Linked DNA regions of Anser cygnoides: region 2 is linked to region 1. The links are chromatin contacts, called in public Hi-C maps. All regions are on one chromosome and are shown on one strand. The core of a region is the stretch at or near the end of the contact, and the rest is flanking DNA. Distances in the headings are between cores, read along the strand shown.

Region 1 (5,569 bases), core at 1,129-3,628:
TGCTGTCAAGAGGAAATAGTGTGAACAGAAAAAAAATTGCATAAGCAACAGAATCACATTAGGTTTCCAGTTAGTTTTGTACATGTGTTTTTCTGATGGTAACCAGAAGATGTTTCTCTTGGAGAACTGGTTAACTGTCATGTAGAGATTCTTAGCGGTTAAACACTTCAATCTAAATGGCTTTCAGTACATTGCAGAATGTACTGAATGTACTGCAGATAGCTGCATTTCCAAAAACAACCAAAAACATGAAGTTTGAGGATCCTTTGAGATATGTCAGGCAATCTCTGAAGGACCCCCCCATTTCAGCATTTTGCTCAGTTTTTATTTCAAAGCTGAAAGAAACTGGCAGGCACTTGACTGTCTTCAAGCAGCGTGGTGTTGACCTGTCCCGTTGTATGGCTTTGAATTTAAATTTTGGGTAAAAGATGTTTATGGGATGTCTGCCTGAAGATGTACTGGAGCATTTCCCAGAGATGTGGTAAATGCACGCTGGTTAGGTCAGCACCAAATGGCATGGCGAGGTTCGTACTTGGTGCCTGAACAATAGGGATCCAGAGCTTTCGATCAGTCGGTTGAAGTGGAATTGGGTAACGAGTCAACAGATTGCTATTAGTTAATAGATAATGAGTTAAACATTTGGGGGTATAAGAAATGCCAGCTATATTAGATGATGGTTCCAAAGTAAGATTGAAAACTTACTCTGAATCACTAAATGCAGATGAGCAGTTAATGGATAATCAGATCTGACTTGCATAATGCTGTTATACTAACCTTTAACATGGTTTCCCCACAGCATCCCCACATAATAAAGTCTGAAAAGAATTGAGTAGCTTTGCGGGATTACTGTTCCATGGCACCAGTATGTTTGTTGTGTTGTCTGTAACACCTCCAAAAAAGCAGATCTATTTGAGTTACTGCTGTGTTGTTCTGATGTTTTGTTTTCCTTCCCTTCTTTAGCTGTGTGCCTGCTCTATAGGAATGTGTCTGTACTGCTTGAATAATCCTAACATGCTATTAACTTCTCTGTGCTCTGTTTGCTTTGGTTGGATCTTTGCGCCTCTTTTTGGCTCACATTCTGTTTCTTACAACAGTAAAATCTGGGAGCATTACACTCCATTTTTCAAAAGGATAGGTGTACTAAGTACAGTTGGAAGCAAGGGCTGGAGCACTTAAGTCTCTAGAAGATGCTGGAATGCCGTAAAGGATTCTCTTTGCGATACTTTAATTCTACTTCTGAAGGTTTGTTAGTGTCCTGAAGTATAAAACAAAACCGGGGCAGTTGTACCATTGCCGTAATAAAGCTCAAGTATCTTTCCAACTCTTTGCATGGTTCTTTGCAGTTCAAGATGCTTCCAAGAGAATTTGGTCAAACTGGTTGAGCAAAGCAAAAAGCTCTAATTGGGTCGAAAGGAAAAGCAGCTTTGGCACAGTTTTATCTACAGTGCAGCCTTGTATTAGATTTCTTGTGCATTCCTGTTGCCGAGCCTAACAAGCCCATGAAGGATAGCAGGATGTTTGGTTTGGCCGGCGTGGGCTGGGTATGCAGTATCCAGCCCTTCTGTTTGCAGTTCCTCTGTGTTCTTTGGACCAGCATTGTCCTAAGCTGGATGTACTCGCTCGGTTACAGTTTGGAAATCGGCTTGCAGTAAGCAACTGCTTCAAATTGAAACCTTCAGGTGAAATTGGGTTTGAAACGAGCAGTCGGGTGTTTGGAGTGCCTGTGATCCTAAGCAGCTAAAGCTGCAGGGAGGGCAACAAATACAGACAGGTTATGGAGCTAATTGCAGCTTAGTTAGCCTGTCGATGAGGAAAACTGCAAAACGTGGCAACTGCAGAGCTGCTGGGAAGCTGTTTTGTATTAAAATTGCCCAGCTGGGCAGGCACAGAAGTCAGCCAGTTGCTTTGGAAAAAAGCAACTTTGTAGTTTGGGTTCTGACTGTAGGAGAAAAGAAAACTGTAAGCCTAGAGGAACAGGCAGAACTGCAGCCAACAACCTAACATCGTGCACAATTAAAATACATGCTCGTGAATGCTCTGCCTATGATATTATCAACTGCTTTCAAGTGTTAAACCTCAGTTTTACACCAGTTCTGATTTTTTTGACTATTGTAGACAAGTTTTGCTTTCTATGCACTAATGCGATGCCATCTCAGTTCTTTTATTAATCTTTGACTACATGGGGAAATTGTTAGACTTTTGTAAACAATATTTGGGAATAAAGCTACTTTGGTCAAACTTTTAATAAATGTTAATAGTTGAGAACTGTGTTTGTCTTCTGACTGCTTATTTCTTTAAGCAACTTCTACAGCTGTCCTTAACTCTTTTCATACTGTCCTGTAACGCCAGGGCTATAGATACAGAAGTGTGAAAGCATCGAAATAAAGGGTGAGGTAGTGGAATGTAGAAAACTGGCTAGAATATTAACTTTATTTGGAGTTTTATTGCTGACAGGGGCAATGGGGAGCTGGAAAATTGAAACTAGTTTTCTTTCTAGTTGATGGTGCCTGCTTTAGGATCCTGCAGGGCTTTTGGTACACAGAAATATTCTAAAAATGTATGTGGCTAGGTGTTGAGGGACTTGGATACAACAAAGCCTTCTCTGCACGGAGCAGAAATGGAGCAGCACAGTCATTACAGCTGTAGCCAAGTAACTTCTCGCTCAGGGTTGTTTCCCTGGGTAAATATTTCAGACTGGAATAAAATGGGCTGTGCTCAGACTGCTGCCCCCAAGGTAATTTAATTATATCTCGAACCAGCACATGCTACTACTGGAGCAGTTAATTTTACTGAAATTAGAGATGAAAGACTAATTCACATTCTGATTGTAGGTGGCTTAATGTATGTTGGAAGGCAGTGGCAAGCTTTGTTTGGGTCAAATTACTGATTCTTTTTCTAATTTTTTTTCTTCATTACTTGGTCAAGAAAAAAAATCAGGAAACAATAAAACATACTGTAGCGCAATATCCTTTTCCTCGTTAGTGCTGTGTGATTCAGTGCCCATTTGAGAACAGCATTACCTTGGTCTGGATGACAAAAATAATCTGGTTTTCTCGTATATTAGTTAAACAGCTAGGTAGTGTCTGGAGGGGCAGGAGGAGGTTCTTTGTGGGCCTGGCCAGCCCCAGCAGTGCCTTGCTGCTGTAGTTTTTGCTCTGCAGATCACAGCTCCAAACACTCAATGCTCATTTTTGCTGGTGCCCAAAGTGGCTGAGCTTAGGAGCCTTTACTTGCTGTGAAGGATGGAGGCTGAGACTTTTTTTTTAGTTCTTTTTTTTGTGTGTGTGTTTTCTTTTTCTATTTTAAACCCTTTGTGCATCAATGCAGGCCAAGGTCATTTTTCCATCCTTGCCCTGCTGCTGTCCTTGGATGGGTGCGAGAGGGAAGGCACTGAGAATGCTGGAGGGTGAAGATTAAGGAGAAAAAGCGTTGGGCAACCAGGAATGTGTTTTGCTGTGAGCTTCCTTCAAAACAACACCGTTCCCTTCCCTTGCCTACCTTGATGAGGGTGGCTGCAGAACTTCTTGCTGGTTGTTTGACACCCTTTGCAAGGTCTCTCTCAGCCTGACATAGATCTGTTTATCTTTTGCTTCTGGATCTAAAATACTAAAATATGGCTGCTACCTCCAAAGCTCCTTTCTACCAGATTTTCTTCCTTCTCCCTCTCTCTCTTTTTGGTGCAAATTCCTATCAGTATTAACAACTCTGAGTTTACAAGATTCCAGACCTTCATTGTCAACTCCTCAAATCATTCATGTTGTTTACTGCACCAAATAATTCTTTCAGTTTAGGAATTTGGCCTTCTGAAGCCTTAGACAATAGCCAAATCATAAACTGAATGGAAGAACAAACAGAATTTAATGGTGACCATGGAAGATAACATTGGACCGAAATTCATTTCTCCTGTAACTCTAGTGCTAAGGGGGAGGCTGAACGTGCTTGGCTTCGGGAAGAAGAGGGCGTCCAGGGTGCAAAAGAGGTGAAAAAAAAACAAAGCAAAACACATCAGTTTCCAAAAGACAGTGGCTATGATTTCTTTTTTAGGTTTTCCTGAATCCTGTTTAGTGTCCTCAGGTTATTCCTGTATCATAAATCAATTACAGCAGTCTCCCCCCCCCCCCCCCCCCCCCCCCTTTTATTTTTAAATGAGTTTACTTTCCTTGGCTGCCTACTGATAATTCTTTAATCCTTTATGCTTCAAGTATTCACACAACATAATTCAAACCTGCCAGCTTCTCTGCACTGACAACAGTTAAGCATGCATTTTCCTCAAAAGCTGGTGGGTGAAATACTGGAGATAACATGGAGATAACTGGAGCCAGCTTGCCCCTAAGTCAGGGTCCTGTCTGTCCTGCCAGCAGCAGTCACTGTCACCTTTTCCTTTTTAGCCCACTGAAATCAAAGCTATATGAGACAAAGTGAAGGAGCCACGAGGGAGCCCACTGGAGCAGTCAGCGGCTGGTGAGATAACCACTGCCAGGCCACACCACGAGGAAAAGGCAAGGCAAGGTGACCTTCCCCTCCAGGAGGGCTTTTATTGTAGTTCTGACTGAAATTTCATAGAATCACAGCATGGTTTGTGTTGGAAAGGACCTTAAAGACCATCTAATTCCAACCCCCTGCCATGGGCAGGGACACCTCCCACCAGACCAGGTTGCCCAAAGCCCCATCCAGCCTGGCCTTGAACACCTCCAGGGACGGGGCATCCACAGCTTCTCTGGGCAGCCTGTGCCGGGGCCTCGCTGCCCTCTGAGTAAACAATTTCTTCCTCATCTAATCTATGCCCACCCTATTTCAGTTTAAAATTGTTACCCCCTTGTCCTATCCCTACACTCCCCGACAAAGAGTCCCTCCCCAGCTTTCCTGTAGGCCCTCTTTAGGCCCTGGAAGGCCGCTGTAAGGTCTCCTCAGGGCCTTCTCCTCTCCAGGCTGAACAACCCCAACTGCCTCAGCCTTTCTTCACAGGAGAGGTGCTCCAGCCCTCTGATCATCCTCGTGGTCCTCCTCTGGCCCCACTCCAACAGGTCCTTGTCCTTCTTATGCTGGGGGCACCAGAGCTGACAACAGTAATTTACATTTAAAAGAAATTTTCAGGTTCTGCTTATCTGCAGCCACATAGGCATATCTTAAGCAAAACCCCCATTTTTTTCTTTGATATATATATATATGTATATATGCATACATATTATATATGATTTATATATATATACACACATATAAAAATTGTTTATGTGCCAACTTTTTTTTTAATCGTTACCTATTTAAAGGGTCACTTAGGACTCCTTTCAAACTTGCAGTTATTCTTTTGAAGCTGGATTCTAAACAAGTTCCTCAGTAAATGGGGGGGGGGGGGGGGGAGAATAACAAATGGCTTAAGTAAATATTTAGTTTTATACGCTGGACTGTGGCTTTGCTAACAGGACATGGGTATTTTGGAGAAAGAAACATAGGCTCCTTTGGTGCTAAAGTTGTGTCTGAGTAGTGCAAACAAACCCTTAAATAGCCTTTTCCCGAGGAAAAGAGTAGATGAATTCAAGTGTAATGATACGTTTGCTGCTACTTGACTTTT
Region 2 (5,436 bases), core at 426-2,925, 500 kb after region 1:
TATGCACAGGATGTACTAATACACAGTCACAACACTGCAATGAACAAGCGATGCCCTTGCTCTCACGGTAATGTTGAGTTAGTTATCACTCTGCAGAGACATGGAAATTTAAGCTGCAGTCTGACTCACTTCAGATGTAGTTGTTAAATCAGCCTAACAAGGAATATTCATTGTATCATAATTTGGTATTGCTGATTAGTAGGCCTATGGGCAACATACTAGTGATGGCCAGCCCCAACCCCCCATCACCCTTAAAAAAGAAAGAGAAGGGTTCGTTATCCCATTGCAAGTTTCAGACAGACAGGAAATCTTGCCAGGGAGACATGAAGGGGTCTGTGTGAGCAGAGATGACATCCCGTGACTTTGATGGATCTAGAACCTGCTAAAGCATAAATCAGTTCCTTCCAAAGACACATCTAGGGAAGTTTAAGGTGAGGATCATATAAGTTGTGTTTTACTGACAGTTACCAAGATTTACTAATGAGTGACCATATGTAAGAGCTGATAAAAATAGACTATTTTTGGAAGAAGCTGGAAAAGTCATGTCCTTGAATAGGCAACACTTAACAGCAAGGGACTAACCAGTCTCTGCATAGGCATGTACCCGTGTTCAGCACTTAGGATCTGCCCCTGTTAATTTCAGATTAAGCAAAACAACTACAGCATTTGCATAAACAATGTGCTGTGTTGCACAACAGTGCTCATGAACACATTTCAGTGGACCACCTGAGGCATGCTCAGCTTAAAATAGGTTCTCCCTTCTTCCCTCCTATCCCATTGCAACTTTAGTAACTGGTTTTTAGTTTTGCACGGCAAAATGGAGGGACACATATTTTGACATTTCTATGTAATGTTCCCTTGTATTTTACTGGAAACTCCCCTCCCAAACACACACACACACACATATATATTCAGTTTCCTTAGGAAGTATTTTAACTACACTTTTCACTCTTCTGGAAAACAAAAACAACAAAAAACTACTTCTTTTCATTTAAAATTAGTATCAAGTTGAGTAAAAAATGCATTAGTTTCATTTTTCAAAATAGAGGGATTTCTCCCTGAAAGCTATCAGCAGGGAGTTATAGAACTTGTGATAATATATAAATGGCATTAACATCATCACAGTCTTAATGTCTTGACTGCAAAATCTTCTCACATGAGTAGTTCTTTTGCTTAAGCAGTAGCTTAAATCTTCATACCATTAGGTTTGTGAAGTACCCATGTTCTTGCTTTAATGACAGACAGATTTTCTAAAATATTTTAGAATCTGTAAGCACAATTTTATACAGATAGTCCAAATAGTAGAATTAAACACATGAGACTTCAATCCTGTTGGCTAGACTGACTGCTTAAAAACATGCACAGTACAAATAAGGTAGGTTTGGACTGAGAAGAGTTCTGAGAAGTGCTTCAATCAGAAGCATGTCTGATACTGGTGGAAAACATCATCCTGGGAGCACTGTATATTGCAAAACTCAGCCTTAAATACTGTTATCTTCTATTACTAGATGGTAATAGAAAGATAAGAATTGGTCAGACATGGATCAATCACTTAACTAACTGCCTTTGAACTACTGATGATGTAATATACTACCTAAATAGGTACACCTCTCATGAAACTGTTTCTTGTCTGTTCTATATGAATATAAAATTACTTATTGTCATCAGTCCTTAGTGAAATTTACTGTATACATAAATTTGCCTATGCCGTGCTTTTGAAAAACACCAGCACTATTGCTTTTTTCCCAGCTCTATAACAGACAGCTTTCAATTCAGGTAGCTATGCTTTAGTAAATAAACACTCTATCAAATGTGTGCTCACCAAACAAGCAATGAATTAAGTGACCTTTTTGGAACCCCTACAAGAGGAACTTTGTTACAGTTCCAAAGTTACAGACAGCACTTCTCAATCTGAATCAGTGTAAACACACAAATAATAAATATCTGCTAATCACACTTTCTTTCTTTACCTCTCCACAAACACTGCAACATGAAAAAATATAAATCAGGATTGCCTGATTTAGAACATAAATGAACATTATTTAATAAAATAATTATTGTAATAATTAAATATAATAATTTTATTGCAAATAATTTATATTATTTAAGAACATAAAAGTCATTATGTTTCAAATAGCAAATAAATTTTAAAAAGCAGTGATGAACTCTACAAAGTTTATGCTGAAACTTCTGATAAAAATATTTTTCTACAATTTGAAAAGATTTAGAGAAGTTTATTGTTCTTAATTTTGGGGCTGGATATAGTTCCATCGCTCTTACACAGATTTTTGGCTATGGCAAGCAAATCTTAAGAAAAGTTTTCTCTCTAAAAAGAAGTGGTATCACCTACTTGTACACTTATCAAAAAAATCTTAGAAATAGAGATCTAATGCAAAATGTGATAACGCTGTCTAAATATGCAAACAACCTGCAGCAATAGCTCAGAGTGGTGTGCACAATCCCTGTATTTAAACAGAACCATCGATCCCTAATTCTGTATAACTACCGATACTGGTTTGCCAAAATCATTCGCACATCAGCCAGTTTCTGAATCTTGAGTCCTTTTTCTTCATCAGCTGAGGAGAGAAATCCTCTTACTCATGCTCATAGGTAGCAAGAAGGCAACAGCATTCATTTTGTGGTGGAGGAAACACTGCCATTTCAGAGTCAGACCAAAAGTACAGTCTGATAACTGGGAAGGGCAGAACCTCACAGGTCTCATTTTCAAGGATCCTACTAACTACTTTGATTGGACATGGATAATTCCTTTCCACCAGTTCTTGGAATTGGATTTCAATGACTATTTCTGTGATGCTGATGATTCCTTCTATCCAAATCTTTCTTTCTTAGGATTTTGTTCCCATTTGGAGCCATAGAACCTTGACAATTCTGTAACTGTGTTTAGGAATCAATACTTTTTAAGAGAGAGAAGAATTGAAAATACCTCTTTCTGTTGAGAGCATCTCTTGACATTTAATTGAGCAATATTGGCATGTAGTTTATTGAAATATTCTTTTATAGAATGTATTGTTTACAGCAATAAAAATGAATGACCTATAGAATCTGCCATGCAATTAAATAAACAGTTGTTTATCCTACTACTGACTTTGCTCTAATAATTTCAAGCATTTATGGATATAATAAATACTAATCCTATGATATTTTTATGCCAATCTTTACTTTTTTGTACAGACTTTCATGCTCAAACCTCACATTATCTAATGATAAGAATTTAGGGGTCAGTGATGTCTACCAACTGAGAAATATGAGTTGATAGTATTGTAGATTAAAGAAAATCCCATTTTTGGAATATTAATTTCCAAATTCGAGGGCTATGAATTTGTGCTTTTGGATTAATGGATAGATTGTTTTTTTGAAGATACACCTAAATTTAAATTTTCATTGTTTGCAAAAGATAGAAGGACTTAAAAATTCACCTTAAAAAGATTTAGGTATTTGGAATTCAGATTAATCTTCTGCTTGTTTTTACCATACAAATACCAAGTTCAACTTTCCTAGGAAATATTTTCTGGTGTACTTCTGGTACAAAGTAGCCAGTAGTTTGCTAGAAACAGATTTAATGGGATAGGATCTGTATTCTGAGGATCAAATCGTACAGCTGTGCAGTACTTCCACTTGTCATAACTGAGCAAACAGGGATAAAGATTAAGCTTCCTTTACATTCACCTAATCCCTGGGCTAGTTTATTATTTGATGTTTACTGAAACAGTATCAAAAGAACAGACAGTTAAAATTCACTCTTGTCTAATTGAATACCTTTAGAACACGATATTTTTCCATTCCATTACTGACTATCACTTAGAGACATAGTTCCTAGCTCACACTGTTACCTTCATCAGTATGCTTAGGGTTTAATTTATGAAGCACAAAGAAGCAAAAGACCTGCATGAATGTACAGATTTACTTTTGCACTTAGCCATTCCGATAATAATATACCTAAATCTTTATTTTTCTTTACTAGACTTTCTGGGATTATTGACATATTCATTAAAATGTGGATATAAGTCTTTTGCAAGCTAAAATTGGTAAATTTTTAAGTTATATTGTCAATTCAAATCTAGTTGTCCTAACAACAAACAAATAAATGAATACAGTTTTCAATAGCAGGATAAATAAGAGTAACATATTAATCAGTATACTTCATTTATTTCTAAATGAAATATTTCACCTGCATTTTTATTTAATTTTATTTTACCAGCTTTATCAATTCTTTCAATGACTTCAGCAAAAATCTTATGCTATTCCTAATTATTGGCATATCTGTGCATCTATTTTACAGATGGAACTCATCTTTCAAAAGTACTGGAATAGCACGTATAATTTAACTAATTTAGCACTAACTCCAATACTAACTTTAGCACAGCCCAAATACATTCTGTTCTCTTACATTTTCTTCTTTTTAACATGGCATCCCATTCAGTTTTCTGACTGTTGCTTTTGATTACTACTTCTATGCCATGCACGATACATTAAGATAAATGAACCGAGTGAATAGTAGCTGTATCTCAGTGTAAACGTCCTAAGTTTGTTCAAAAGTTTTTACTGGTATTCCTACAAGTCTTTGATTATGTGCAGAATTAAAAAAAATTCACATCCGCAGAAGCCTATTTGTATCTAGGGGACATGATATAATGATTATATTTTTCCTGATACGTCAGATATTTTTAACTAAATCAGTAAAATATGGTTTCAAAAAATAAACTTTACAGTTATTCATCCTGCAAAAAGAGTCACCCAACCATTATATTTTTAACCTAAGTGACACACTAAAGCGACGGTCCCCTTGACCCAAGCCAGAGAGTGGGACGAGAGCGGCTCGGAGCTGTCCTTCAGCACCAGCCTGCTCCCCGCGAAGGATGGAGTGCTCTCACTTTTCTGTCAGAACTTACACACTCAAAACTGATCCTATCTGTACTACACAAGGTGAAATCCAGACTGTGGTTACATGACAGCAATCAGATTTGTGGAAGGAGGCAGCGCTTTCAGTTTTGCTAGCTGCCACTACCTGCGAGTGGTACTTCACTTCTGTCTGTGGGAATGAAGACTGAACTATTTAGATAAAAAAAATATTCAGAGTAGCATGAGTTGCAAGCTGACAGAAAAATTAACCCTGAAGTAAATTCTATAAAATGAACACAGTGTAAGGACAGTGTGGACTACATTTGCTTGTATTAAACTATAGCATGCACAACTATATAAAACTGAAACAAAGCCAATTGCATGTATTAAATCACTGTACATTTTTCCTCATACAGATATCTAATACATATATTCAAAATGAATAAAAACATACACCAAAAAAAATACATAGATTGAGAAAATTATTATACAGGTACACACTCTAGTTCCCAGTAACTATCTACCAATAGATAGATATTGCCTGAAAAAGAAAGATAGTAACACACTGGAAGCCAG

What was found. Hi-C and Micro-C count contacts between places; a contact is called where the count stands out from the background.
Region 2: a Hi-C map of liver shows a contact between it and region 1, with 2.2 times the contacts expected there. The contact joins two enhancer-like sites. A contact is called at or near these places in 2 of 7 Hi-C or Micro-C datasets (both in liver).

What each region holds. Positions count from the first base shown.
Region 1 is chr3:90,242,368-90,247,936 of Taihu_goose_T2T_genome, forward strand. No RefSeq gene overlaps it. Among named protein-coding and RNA genes, the nearest start is that of EEF1A1, 6.8 kb to the left of the region's middle. Within about 2 kb of position 2,379, at least 2 of the 3 cell types and tissues checked have open chromatin away from gene starts, as enhancers often do. A contact at or near this core is called in liver, where this site is marked.
Region 2 is chr3:90,738,661-90,744,096 of Taihu_goose_T2T_genome, forward strand. The region is part of intron 30 of RIMS1 (regulating synaptic membrane exocytosis 1); the gene reads right to left. Among named protein-coding and RNA genes, the nearest start is that of KCNQ5, 160 kb to the left of the region's middle. Within about 2 kb of position 1,676, at least 2 of the 3 cell types and tissues checked have open chromatin away from gene starts, as enhancers often do. A contact at or near this core is called in liver, where this site is marked.